Regions from separate parts of the Mus musculus genome. Here regions 1 and 2 are each linked to region 3. A link is a contact called in public promoter capture Hi-C data. All regions are on one chromosome and are shown on one strand. The core of a region is the stretch at or near the end of the contact, and the rest is flanking DNA. Distances in the headings are between cores, read along the strand shown.

The links. Promoter capture Hi-C pulls out the DNA fragments that hold promoters and counts their contacts.
Region 1: a promoter capture Hi-C map of pre-B cells shows a contact between it and region 3, with 3 times the contacts expected there. The contact joins the promoter of Mapk1ip1l here to the promoter of Hnrnpc in region 3. A contact is called at or near these places in 3 of 39 promoter capture datasets (cranial neural crest, liver and pre-B cells).
Region 2: a promoter capture Hi-C map of pre-B cells shows a contact between it and region 3. The contact joins the promoter of Socs4 here to the promoter of Hnrnpc in region 3. A contact is called at or near these places in 2 of 39 promoter capture datasets (pre-B cells and second pharyngeal arch cranial neural crest).

Annotation. Positions count from the first base shown.
Region 1 is chr14:47,296,170-47,300,487 of GRCm38.p6, reverse strand. It overlaps Mapk1ip1l (mitogen-activated protein kinase 1 interacting protein 1-like), which reads right to left and starts at 2,214. Exons shown (of 4, transcript NM_178684.6): 1 at 2,083-2,214. It overlaps Gm35078, which reads right to left and starts at 3,946. Exons shown (of 2, transcript XM_006519856.4): 1 at 3,865-3,946; 2 at 2,083-2,505. The coding sequence starts at 3,878. The coding sequence ends at 2,100.
Region 2 is chr14:47,275,092-47,279,851 of GRCm38.p6, reverse strand. It overlaps Socs4 (suppressor of cytokine signaling 4), which reads right to left and starts at 2,932. Exons shown (of 2, transcript NM_080843.3): 1 at 2,631-2,932. Wdhd1 (WD repeat and HMG-box DNA binding protein 1) reads left to right here and starts at 2,995. Exons shown (of 25, transcript NM_001360532.1): 1 at 2,995-3,331. The coding sequence starts at 3,255.
Region 3 is chr14:52,101,980-52,106,631 of GRCm38.p6, reverse strand. Hnrnpc (heterogeneous nuclear ribonucleoprotein C) reads left to right here and starts at 2,611. Exons shown (of 9, transcript NM_001170981.2): 1 at 2,611-2,743. It also overlaps a transcript of Rpgrip1 not described here.

The DNA of each region.
Region 1 (4,318 bases), core at 965-3,464, 4.8 Mb after region 3:
TAGAGTAATTAGTGGCATGGCATAGACATTCCTGAGAAGTGGTATCTCTGCAGTCTGGAATAAAAGCTAGAGTATTAGGTTAAAGACAGGCTCCGGGGTAAGAACAGTTTGTATAAAACCAGAGGAAGACCAGTCTGGGGGAAAGCAGATGCAGTTCAAATTGGCTGGAATACCAGAAAGCAGTAAGACGTTTTAGCAGAGGGTTTTGGACAAGAGTGCTAAATAGCTTTACAGCTTACTTGACTGAGTCAACCTCAGTTTCTTCATGAAGTTAGAATGGGCTGTCATGCTATACAGGAACTAAACAGGACTTCATCTGACCCAGTGACTAAAACTGGAAAATAGCAACAAATGTCCAATTCTCTCTTCCTGCCATTCTTAACATTTTAAAAACTATACACGGGGTTGTTCACTTCCATGGAGGTTCCCCAGAAGGCTAGAAGTGCTTAATGTCCTGGAGTTATACGTGGCTGTGAATGCTGGGACAGAACTCCAGTCCCCTGCGAGAATAGTGCATGTGTTCAACCTGAGCCATCTCTCTCCACACTGCAGCCCCATCTTCTCCTTCTCACTTAAACACAGAACAAAAAAGCCACCAGAGTAGACTGCCTGCCTGGCCTATGGTCAAATCCAGTTCTCTGAGTCCCATACATGGCAGTAAATGGGTATTTTCCAGAGATTTGCTGAGGCTTATTATACTAATCTGTAAATAAATCTCTTAAGTCACTGCCTGGCACTGAGCAAAAAACTCAACAAATGTTAGCTTTTACAACCGATACAATATGGCCACAAACCTTTGTCTATTTTCAAAGCAGAGAGCAACTAAAAAAAAAAAAGCAATTTCCTAAGTACTGCACAAACTTATTTGGTGGCAAAAGCTGACCCGACATTATTTATCCATTTCATTTTCCACCCACTCCCCGCTATAGTCTGAATAGTTACAACTGCTGAATTTTTTTCTTTCCTTCCCTAAAGTTTTGGGACTTGAATTTAGGACCTTGTAGCAAGCCGGGCTAGCACTTATCTACAGGCTCACCCTGTGCAAATATTACTAATTAACAGTCCCCGAGTCTAGGGCTCCTCTATAGTTAACAGTCACAGAATCTCAAGATTGCTGAATTCCTAAGGTTCCTGAGCCCAACGCTCAACCTCTGTAGGGAGAATGAAGATGACACCGATTCCTTCTGTAATCAAAAAGAACATTCCAACCTCGGCAGCTGCAGGAAAAAGTTTTTGAAGGGAAGTGTTCTAGAGAGTGGCTCCAATACTCCACGACTAAAAACTGCCCTCCTCCCCACCCAAGGAGCGCCACTAACAAAGACTTCCGAGGGCGACTCCAGCTTCTGAGGGTTTGGCCTCCAAACAGGCCTTTCGCACATGGGGGAGGGGGCAACACGTGTGTGTTTCTGTAGTAGGCTGTTACACATCTACGGTGGGGTCTGGTTTAGATACTTCAACTTTAGGATTCGTGAAAACATTACTTTCAGTTTTCATGGCAGGGAGGAAAAAAAATGGTTCAAGCGTTCTAGCTAGCTCAAAGGAGAACGTCACTCACTCAGCCCATGGCACCTTCTGTCCCCCGTAGTCATTTAAAGAATGGGTAATTACGATCAGCGAGAAGCTTGTCACACAGAATTATCAGGCGCCAGACCTTGCTGTAAGGATTCGGGTCTCCTCCACTGTCGTTTTTATTAGAAATTAGTGGCTGGGATACCGGTGGAGGGGCAAGGGGACGGGGGGGGGGTGTGGGGGACAAACAAGCTGCCCTTTAGGGTTAAGGGAACAAAGGGAATCCGGGATCAACCGGAGCGAACCAGCCCCCAGCCGGTCACGCAGGCGGATGTGGGGGAGGGTCGCCCGCTCCCGCCTAACCCCTCACCCCCCGCCCGCCCCCGCCCAAGCCTGGCATGACGTGGGCGCCCCGGAACCCGACGGGCGCGACATTAGATCCCTCGGTCGCCTGGTTCCCGGGGGACCCTCCCCATCGAAAGCTCTAGAGCCGCCAGGCCCCCCGGGACCCCGCGTCTTCGCATCGTCTCCCGCCAGCCTCGCGCCCCGCCGCAGGCGCCCAAGCGGACTCACCCGGCAGGATCCGAGTCCTAGGCGCGGCACAGTGGCGGCGGTGAGTCCAGAGAGACGGGCAATGGAGACCCGCTGAAGGCCTGATGGACCGAGACGACAGCGACACGGCTCCTCCTGGCACCGGAAAAGGAAGCGGGGAGGCCGACCTGGCCGCCCGTTATTTCCGCCCGCCCCGCCCAGCTTGCACTGCGCCTCCAGCCGGCCGCCCACGAAACTGCAGGCAGGGCCGCGTGGCTCCGGGAGCCTGGGCTGTTTCCCTCTGGGTGGAGCGCGGGAAGGTTTCCCTGCTTCCTGAGTCCAAAAGACCCAAAGGAAACCCCCTGGCCGGTGATGCTCACCGCAACCCAGGGACTGAAAGCGGAGTTTGGATTCTCTGTGTTTAGAGGTTTTTGTAGACAGGCTCCAAGCTGGCTGTCAGTAGTCCTGTTAAAATCGAGGGTAAAGAGATGAGGGAAAAGGGAAGTCTTTCTAAAGGTCTTGCGAATGAAAACTTTTAAAAGCATATGTCTGCAGAGACTGAGTTGTATAAGTTGGAATTTCAGTACTGTGGAAAGATTGGAATGTTGCAGGTCCAGGGGCTAATTACCTTATCTTGGGCTAGTGCTAGCCCTCCAGAATAGCCACCTCTGTGTCAAAACTAATATCTTGTGGCAATAAGATTAAAAACCTTTTAGGTCTATTAACAGGCAACTAGCCTCTGCCAATCCAAAAGCTAAGAATGTCATCGGATAATGTCTTAGATGTATAGAAAAGCTTCCTCTATCTTGATGTACCCTCCAATGTATCCATCCACCAGTGTGTTTTAAACTTTGCCTTGATTTATAGCGTTCTCTGTTCTGTAAAACTAAAAACCTCGTGATACTGGTTCCATGTTGGGACATGGAATTTGAGGTAACCTAAATTTGTGTTTTGGTGCCATCATCATTCAAAAATGGGTCCAGAATAAGCTATCTCTGATTCCCTTTAAGTTTTAAATTAAGAATAGTGGCCTCAACCTGTGGTTTATGAACCCTTTGGGCGTCGACTCTTTCATAGGGGTCGAATATCAGATATTTACATTATTTATAACAGTAGCAAAAATACAGTTATGAAGTAGCCATGAACTAATTTTCTGGTTGGGGGTTACCACAACATGAGGAATGGTATTAAAGAGTCACAGTATTAGGAAGGTTGATAAGCCACTGCTGTAAGATGAGAGGTGTTGGGTTTTTGAGACTGGCCTCTGTTTCTGGGAGACTCAAAACTGACATACCAGAAAGCAAAATCTAAATCTACATACAGATTTTCAGCCGGTCGTGGTGGCGCACACCTTTAATCCCAGCACTTGAGAGGCAGAGGCAGACAGATTTCTGAGTTTGAGGCCAGCTTGGTCTACAAAGTGAGTTCCAGGACAGCCAGGGATACACAGAGAAACCCTGTCTCGAAAACAAACAAAACAAAAAAATTTTTTTCATTTTTTTTTTTCCTTCCCAGACTTCTGATGTATGTCAGGTCCCAAAGAAACCCTAGACAAGTAAGTGGCCTCCCCAGCACTTCTCACCCCACCCGCTACAGTAAACCTATCTAACCTCTAACCTCTATGACTTCATTTCCACTGAGTGTTCTCCTAATCTGGTTTCTCTTGTCAGGTCTCTTTATCTCCAACCCCCCCACCCTACCCCACCCCACCCCACCCCACCCTTATTCCCCACCCGCCACGACCCTGTTCAGTCTGACTCTTCCAGTTGCCACTGGCTGTTCTCTCCCTCATATCTACAGTAAAACCTCTCTTCTCAACCATACCAAAAAGTGGTCATGTCCTCACTTTCATTCCAAGGTAGGAAAGCTTAAAAAACCAAACCACTGGCTGGAATCACGTCTCAGCAGGTTAAAGTGCCTGCTGTACAAGTTTGACAATCGGAGTTTGACCCTTAGAATGAAGGTAAAAGATAAGTAACTCCACACTTTGTCCTTTGACCTCACACCTGCTAATTCCCATCCTCCCCCACCCTCCAGCTCCCAATACTAAGAATGAAAAACACAACCACAAGGCTGGGGCCAAGGTTTTGGATTAGCAGGTAAAGGTCCTTGCCAAAAACTCCTCACTCCCTGAGTTTGCTCACTGAAAACCATGTGAAAACCTAGGCACTGTGGCTAGCAGCTGGAACTTCAGCATGCCTACAGCTGGAGGCTGAGAGGCTAAGCCTCAAAGTCAAGCCACAAGACAATTAGCCCTCAAAAAGTTGTCCTTTGGCTT
Region 2 (4,760 bases), core at 1,683-4,182, 4.8 Mb after region 3:
GCCCTATATTCCTCAGTAGACTGGCAACACAAATTGGACAGTGGTAGCTTACTAAGCAGAGTAGTGGGCCTGGGGAGAATTAAGGGGTACAGTGACATGATGATGAGTATGATCAAAATGCAATGTATTAAAACTTGATAATCTCTGTCTTGCTATGCTCAAAGTCAATCTAGTGCTGACAATGTAATCAAATGAGCAAACACCAGCTGTGCTCACCTGGAGGAACTAGGTGGCTAAGAGCAGAGGGACTTTTACTATATCTCCTTCATACCTTACTGGGTTTATACAAGTATTATTTACTCCCAGAATAAATATGCTATTCACATTCACTCCTAATTCATTCACAGAGAGATAAAAAAAAAATGTTATCTTTCTCAATACTTGGTTCTCCTTAGCTATTGTTACACCCTTTTCCAGCCTCATCTTCCATAATAAAAACGATTTTTATACCAAGGAAATATTCTATTAAAAAGACATTTTAGGGGCTGGACTGGAGAGATGGTTCAGTAGCTACAAATACTTGCTGTGCTTGCAAAGGACCCAAATTCAGCTTCCAGAACCCACATTTTGCAGCCCACAATTGCGGGATTTAATGCCCTCTTCTGGCCTCAGAAGGCACTGCACTCACCCCTACCATACACATTTTTATAATTAAAAATAAAATAATAAAAAAACAAAACAAAAACAAACCCTCTTCTGTAGGCAAAACTGTTATAGTCTCTTAGATAACTGTGTAGGATCATATAACATTATTTATATGTAATATCTATCTTTGACAGAATGGTAATATATCTATGTTTTCTCAACCTATTATCCTTGAGACCAACACTATTTTGTGAACTTCAAGGTATTAAAATGGTCACACAGTGCAAACTAAACTTCAGTGAAATTGAATCTCTGATCTTGGTATTATTTTTAGTTAACTCATTCAGATACCCACACCAATGAGATATGCACTGGTAATAAATAATTCATTTGGGAAATTTTGGTACCCATATGAGAATTACAAGCACACTGATTTTTTCAAATGTTACGTTATTATATATAAACTGACAATTTTGCAAATGCAGTACTTTAGTTATACAAATTCCATTACTTTATTAGCCTGTACATACTACTTAAAATCTATTGCCCAGAACATGCTCATAAACTTGATGAAGGCAGCAGTCACAGTTTTGGATGCATTTAGCATTTGAAGGTTTTATAGGCTAACCCCACTTTAAGCAAAACTACTATATACCTTAGTGCCTAACTAGTAACATGAGGCCTTAATAGTTTTAGACTTCCACGAGTATCTTCTATGTACTTCAATAATTTGGTGGAACTAAGTATCACCTCTACTTTAGAGGTGAGAAATCTGACAATCAGGAAAATAAAGACACACACTCACACTCAAGGTCATACAACAGGTTAGAGTTAAAATTAAAAACGAAACTGTTTAATCATCAGGCTTAAGCTTATTCATACCTGGGAAATCAGCAAAGGAAATATTATCTTAACCTGTCAATACTGACTTGGTTGTTAGGGCAGAGAGAGCGGGCAGGTGTGCTGACATCATTCATAGTTCTAAAATCAAATGGTATCACAGGCACTGTCTAAAGTATTTACATCAATAACTCTTGTTCCCACTTGCAAGTTTCTGAATGGTGAGCTCTGAAAAGCATTACTCTGAAATCCCATTACAATATATTCAATATATAGATGAGTATCATCAGCTCAACTTGAACCTCACACTGTACCTACTCATTTTTATTGTCCAGGTACTGGGCAAAAGAATTATAAATTGGCCTGTCTAAAAACAATAATTTCAAAATAAAAGTAAGTTACTCAAAAGTCATTGTCTCAGGTGCCTTTATTCTTGTGGGAAATTAACAATAGGGTTTTGTTTTGTTTTTTAAAAAAGAATCTCAGATTCTACTTGAGCCAACTACTCTTCCTTTTTATTCATATACAAATCTGAGTGTCTTTTTGGAACCCAGGTTCTTAGAAATGCCTTACAAAATGCCACCATAGCAAGAATACCACGGTTTGAGTAATAACTAAGCTTGCAATTTTTTTAATAAGTTATCTAGATCTACCTCTGTAGAGTTTTCCGGTAATAAAAATAAGTCTGACTGAAACTGTACAGTGGGTACCACAAAAACGCCGTCAAAGCCCCAATTATCACCGAAAATCATAATTTTCAACAGACCAATTTATTAATATGGAGAACGTGAAGAAACAAGAAAAGCATAAACTTAACGGGCCAAGACCTGACTTAGTAGAGGATGTGTTATCGACTGCCACGATGAACAGAAACCTGTAACAATACAAATTAGACCTCTCCTTTTAGATCTAAAAGCAGTTTGGTAAACTTTGGTCGGAACTAAATAGAAAACCCAAGTTAACTCTCTTTAGCATTATTTAGCTAGAGTCGCAAGAAACAAGAATCAGTCCATCCTTTATTACCACAGAAATGACAAAGTTGAGGGCACGAAGGGCGTGAAGAATAAAGGCTTGCCAAGGTCTGTCCCTAACCCGGTCCCGAGGAGCTCGATCGGTTCAAGGAGGCGACTACGGTGGCTCGGGAGGAGATCCTGAAAGGGCAGGCGTCAAACCCCAGCCCTCGCCGCCACCCTTCCCCCTCTCACCTCTCCGAGCTCAGCTCAAGCGGAGCTGTCCGAGCGCCTGCCGCCATCACCACCGCCATCACCCGGCGCTCGCTCAAGCGCGGAAGAGAGGCCCGGCCACTCCCGCTCCTCGTGCGGCTCCCGCCAGGCGGAGGCCTGGCTGTCAGCCCCCGCCCCGGCTCCACGGTCAGCCCAGAGTCAGACTTGCCGCTGCCTCCGCCTGCTCTCCAGGGACCGCCGCCACTTCCGGGTTCGGCTCCCACCTTTTCTTTCAGAGCGGCCCCAGCCACCAGCTCTCGGCTTCGAGGCGGCGCGCTTCTGACGCCACCACCCGGCGACCTCGGGCCGGACCTGGGCTGGGCGGCGGCGGGCCGCGCATGCGCACAGGGCGAGCGCGCCAGAGCGCGGGAAGCGGCTCCGTGCTTCCATCAGAGCAGACGCTGGTGCACACCGCTTGCTCCTCGCCCCCGCTGCCCGTGCTTGCAGAGGGGAAAGCTTGTCATCTCCCGGGCGTGTGTGACATACCTTCCGCTGCATCGTGCTGTGGCTCCTCGGGTGAGGGAAACAGGACTGCACGGCGCGGAGAGGACGATCGCCCTACTGAAAAAAATACCAGTTCTTACAAAACGGCTCAGGTAGGGAAAGATGCCGGCCACACAGAAGCCCATGAGGTACGGACATACGGAAGGGCACACCGAAGTCTGCTTTGATGATTCTGGAAGGTAAGCGTCTTTGGAAACAAAGGACGGGTCCAGCGTGAATGTTAGCCGTCATTCTCGGTATGGACAGCCGGTCGAAGATGACCGATGCGGAGGGACAGAGGAAGGAATAAACAAGGAGCGCCTCTGCCCTGAGGCTTGTTTGCTTTGAACTGTCGTGGCACTTCTAGGACCTCACGAAAATTAAAATCCTTTACCCAGAGGAGTGCCTTCCCGCCACTCACGTCCTCATTCGGTGTCATGTTTATTTTATGAGACAGTTAAGCATCAGCAGTTGCTGTAAATTGCAATGACTGTCGTGCCCAGGAGATGGAATTTTGCAGCTTCCTCTTTCACAGTGTCCCCTGTGTACTAGAGGACATAATGTAAATGTCTAGTTTAGGGCTCAATACTGAGAAGTCGCTTCTTGTCAGCACCTTGTGCGGTCATGAGGCTCTACAATCACCACCATTTACTGGAAATAGAGGCTTCTCTAATTCTTTCTTTCTTTCTTTTTTTTTTTTTTGGTTTTTCGAGACAGAGTTTCTCTGTATAGCTCTGGCTGTCCTGGAACTCACTCTGTAGACCAGGCTGGCCTCGAACTCAGAAATTCGCCTGCCTCTGCCTCCCAAGTGCTGGGATTAAAGGCGTGCTCCAGGCCGGCTGAGGCTTCCCTAATAAAGGCTGAGGGTAGCATTTGAAATGTACATAAATATTTAGACAGCAGTTTGAGGTTATGCAATTTAGCTATGCAGTAGTGTACCCCCTAGGGCCTGAGACCTCCCCTTGCTATGGGCTTTTGAAAGGGTTTACCTACCAAGAATGGGTTCCCCTTTGTGGAATAGACCTTAAATCCAAAAAGCACTTGGTTACCCCTATAGCAGCCATGTCACGCATGCCCACTCAAGTGGACCATTCTTGCCTAGAAGCTGGTGTCCTAGTGAGGGCCTCCTAAAGCACAGGCTGGTCTCCAACTTAACGTGTAGCTGAGGCTGCCTCTGCCTGGCAAGCACGGAGATTACAGGCAGGGCTACTACACTGATGAACACTTTCCTATGACCCCCTTTGGGTTTTCCAATTTGGGAGTTAATCTTTTTTTTCTTCTAAACATTTATTTTATTCATATTCCTTCCTTCCCTCTCTCCTTCCCTTCCTTTTCTTTCCTTCCTTTTTTTATCTTTTTTTTTTTTTTGCCATTAGCCCTCTACTGTTTTTATTTAATTTGCACTTTTATGTGTCCAGATAGGACATAAACAGAATGAACAAAAGCACTTAGGCGATGAGAAGTTTGAAAAACAAGCAATAACCTATTCACATGGCTATTTTAATAATTTTTGGGGTACTCGTTGAGCTCATATATTCAGACATTGGTTATAGTCTCTGTGTGTCCCGAGCTGGTACTGGGGATGTGATGGTGGCTGAGCAGACACAGTCCTTGCTGTTGCAGAAATCA
Region 3 (4,652 bases), core at 1,362-3,861:
CCAAAACAGTCAGGGCTACCCAGAGAAACCCTGTCTTGGAAAAGCAATAAACAACGGTAACAAAGCTCATCCCAAGAAGGGCTCAGTGGCACACTGGAATTCTGAACACCCAGTGTAGTCACCAGCTGCCTAATAAAGAATTTGTCCTGGCTTAAACTCATGTTTGAACAGTCTTGTCGTCTGACTCTCTGACAGCTTTGGCTAGCTTGGATAAGGCTGGTCTTGAACTCAAAGATCTGCCTGCCCCTTTCTCCAATGCTGGGATTAAAGACCTGGGCCACTACACCTAGCTTTGTGTTTTGCTTTAATAAAAATGCTAATAATGATGATAATAGATTTAGGGCCACTGGGATGGCTCAGTGGGTAGAGGTTCCTGCAGCCAAACCTGCTGACCCTAGTTCAATCCTTAGGACTCACTTGTAAAGGGTGAACCAATCAGCGCAGGTTTTCTTTTGTTTACTAGTGTACCTTCCAAAATAAACAATTAAATGTAAACTAGGAGCTGGGCACGGTGGCTCAAAGCTTTGATCCCAGTACTTAAGAGGCAGTCAGATCTCTAATTTAAGGTCAGCCTACAAAGTGAGTTCCGGGACAGTCAGGAGGGCTACACAGAGAAACCCAGTCTGGGAAAAGAAGAGAAAAGAAAAGAGAAGAGAAAAATAAGCCGGGTGCAGTGGCACACGTCTTTAATCCTAGCACTCAGGAGGTAGAGGCAGGTGGATTTCTGAGTTCGAGGCCAGCCTGGTCTACAAAGTGAGTTCCAGGACAGCCAAGGCCACAGAGAGAAACCCCGTCTCGTCTCAGGGGGAAGAGAGAGAGAGAGAGAGAGAGAGAGAGAGAGAGAGAGAGGGAGAGAGAGAGAGAGAGAGGGAGAGAGAGAGAGAGAGAGAGAGAGAGAGAGAGAGAGAGAGAGAGAGAGAGAGAGAGAGAGAGAGAAATAGAAGCTTTCCCTAACAGCAACACACAGATCTCCACTCTTTCTCTATTTGTCTCTTACTTTGTTGTACTGGGGATTGGACTAAGGACCTTGGGTGTGTTAAGCAAGCTCCCGATCACTGAGTCTTGTTTAATTTGTAAAAAGAGTCCTGTGTATGATGTGTGTGCCTGGTGCCCAGAGGCCAGAGGAGGGTGTTGGAACCTCCAGGAACTGGAGTTATACGATGAGCCCTTTTGTGGGTGCTGTAAATTGAACCTCTGTCTTTTGGAAGAGCAGCAGTTGTTGTTAACTGCTAAGCCATCTTTCTGGCTCCCCAATTATCTGTCTGTCTGTCTGTCTGTCAATCTACCTACCTACTTATATTTATTGTTTTTTCAAGATAGAGTTTCACTCTATAGCTCTAGCTGTCCTGAAACTTGACCAGGCTGGCTTGCACTTGAAACACTACCTAGCCCAAACTTTTCTTTTTAAAAATAAGATGTAAAATTGGGAACACATAAACTCGTTGGACTGGTTTACATAAAATAAATCTTTTGAAAATGACAAAGGCTAGGCAGGAGAGATGGCTCAGAGGTTAAGAGGACTGACTGCTCTTCCAAAGGTCCTGATCGTAACCACATGGTGGCTCACAACCATCTGTAGTGGGATCGGATGCCCTCTTCTGGTGTGTCTGAAGACAGCTACAGTGTACTCATATAAAAACAGTAAATAAATCTTTTTCTTAAAAAAAAAAAAAAAAGAAAAAAAAGGAAAGAAAGAAAAAGGCAAAGGTTTAAAGATCTAAAGATTAAAAAAAATCAGGAAATTTTTCTGGGATACAATCTCCTTTTCTCCGTAAGCTATATATACATTTCAGTGTATTTAATGTTCCTACAGTATAACCAGAGCTTTAGTGGCAGACCAAACCTGAGGGGATTAAGTAGTCTATTCTAGAAAGTGGGAAATTGAGGTGGCTGGCCATTGGGTTTGCAGACTGTGTGGCGACTTGGGACAAGGAAGCGGGTTTATAGGAGGTCGGGTAATTGCTCCTGCAGGAGAGAACTACAGAACCCAGTTGGTTTGGAGGGGGAGCTGTTCACTGAGAAGGCCATGTCCTCCCAACAGCTTATAGAATCTGGCAGAAAGAAGGGATCTGAATTTGATAATAACTGCAGAGCTAGTAGACGGCCTAGAGATAACTCTCCTCCCTTCTCAGAAGCTTGTTTGCGTTTCCCTTTTCCTAGGCCTGGGGCTAGGGCAGGCCGTTTGCACCCGCTACCAGACTCCACCCAGGCTCTCCCACCCCCGCGCCGCGGAAATGCGGTGATCTGGCCGGACCTGGGAGCTCTCAGAAGCACTGATAGGACGATGCGGCCGTCAGTCAGATCCGCCGGATACCCGGATGAGAAGCTGTGCGCGATACAAAGGCGAAAATTCCACCCAGCTTTCCGTCTGGTACATTGACCAATAACCATCCGTCAGTCACTAAGTGGCATGAAGCTGAACCAATTACTAACTAGCCTCTGTTACGCATGTGGAAATTCTCGCAATTAGCCCAACCCACCTCGGATTATGATTGGACGGAATTGTGAGGAGCGGTAGCGCTCGCTAATTAGGAGCGGGAGCGAGAAAAGTCACAGCCAATAGGAACGCCTCCAGGAACGAGGCGGGGGCTGGACTTTCGCCTCGGCGGCAGAGGAGCTCGGGGGCCATTTTGTGAGGAGACGGAGAGCGAACGGTCGTGTGGTTCTTCGCTGTTGTAGCTCCGGCGTCTCGGCGTAGACTCGCAGTAGGAGAGGCGGTCTCTTCTCTCTCTCCTTCCTTTTGGTAAGCGAAGGGGGCGAGTGCAGGGGAGGCCCTGGGCTGCTGGGCCCCGCCAGCGTGTGTAAGGGGGAAACCGGCCTCGCGGCAGAAGCCGAGGCCGCGTTTGTTCCCGTGCGGTGGGGACTTGGGTCTCATGCGGGAGGCAACAGGGCCTCGGCCTTGGCGCGGAGTCAACCTAGTGACCTCCAGGCCACGGTGCGTACGAAAATACCCTGTCTGCGCGCTCGGGTTTAACGGCTACTTTGATTTTCTTTGCCCATCAGGGATTCCAAGGGGGGACCAAGAAAGCGAAGAACGAAATGCTTGTTGATGTAATTGTCGGGGATATCTTACGGATTCCGTTATCACTTCCGAAGATAGACGCTGGGTGGGGGTAGGGGAGCGATAACATGGTGGTGTCGGACTGGAAGCTTCTAAATTCCAGGCTGGCTACATGGCATCTGAACGGCGTTTTAACAATAGGTTGAGTAATCATTACTTTTTTCCTCTAGGGGTAAAATGGTTAAAAGTCGGAGTGCTTGTGTTTGTAAAGGGAAGTGCGGAAGATTAATTTTAATTGGAATAATTACAGCTCACATTTTATCTGCAGGTTACAAATCATAAGTTAGTGGAACTTGAGGTAGGTACTACTGTCATAGAGAGAATTGAGCCTTAGAAGCGGTTGACAGGATCGTACTAGACAGGTCAAGTATTTTCACTGAGTTTCTAGGTGGTGCGCGCCTTTAATCCCAGCACTTGGGAGGCAGAGACAGGCAGATCTCTTTGAGTTCTAGGACTGCCCAGGATACACAGAGAAACTCTGTTTCGTAAATAAATAAATAGGGGGAAAGGCTTATTTTTGGGGGGAGGGGACCTGACACGGATGTTAGCAGAAAAATTTCAAGCTGGACTTGGGAACAATAATTAAAAGGCACAGCAAGGGTTTACAGCTACCTCAGTACTAGTCCTATCCCTCTAAAACTCAAAAAGGCAGTTTATAGCTATGTATGATAGTGCAGGCCAGTAATCTTTGTATTGTGGAGGCTCTGAGACAGGACCCCTTACCCATTGCAAGGCAGCCCAGGACTACATAGTAAAACCGTGCTTAAAAACAAATTAGTTTCTCTCTTGTAGGTGTTGAGTTCTTTTTTTTTTTTTTTTTTTTTTTTTTTTTGGTTTTTCAAGACAGGGTTTCTCTGTATAGCCCTGGCTGTCCTGGAACTCACTTTGTAGACCAGGCTGGCCTCGAACTCAGAAATCCGCCTGCCTCTGCCTCCCGAGTGCTGGGATTAAAGGCGTGCGCCACCACGCCCGGCTAGGTGTTGAGTTCTTTTTAATGTAGCCTAGTGTTAGTGCTTAGTATTCAGGAAGACCTGGATTCAATCCCTGGTACTAAGAGTATGGGGTTTTTGTATCATATTTAATTGGGAGTTATTTTATTAGGTAAACGTACTATAAAATTGGTATTTCACTGTGTGTGCTGGCATAGTCTTTAAGCACTAGAAAGGCAGATAACTGAATTCAAGGCTAGCCTGCTGTAGAGTGAGTTCCAGGACAGCCAGGGGTACACAGAAAAACAATTGGGGTTTAAGTCACAAAAAAAATATGGTACTAATTTTAAACTATACAAATTATACTTTAAAGCATACTTCATAGAATGTAAATGGCCTACTCTGGTAATTTGAGCACTTGGGAGATAGAGGTAGGAAGAGTTTGAGGCCATCCTTGGTCCAGCTTGGGGTATAGACCCTCTCTAAAGGAAAAAAACATTAGCCTTCTGCATGTCTTTTTTGTTTGTTGTTGTTGTTTTCCCCCCAGACAGGGTTTCTCTGTAGCTTTGGCTGTTCTGGAACTCATTCTGTAGCCCAGGCTGGCCTCAAATTTGTCTGCCTCTGCCTCCCAAATGCTGGGATTAAAGGTGTGCATCACCACT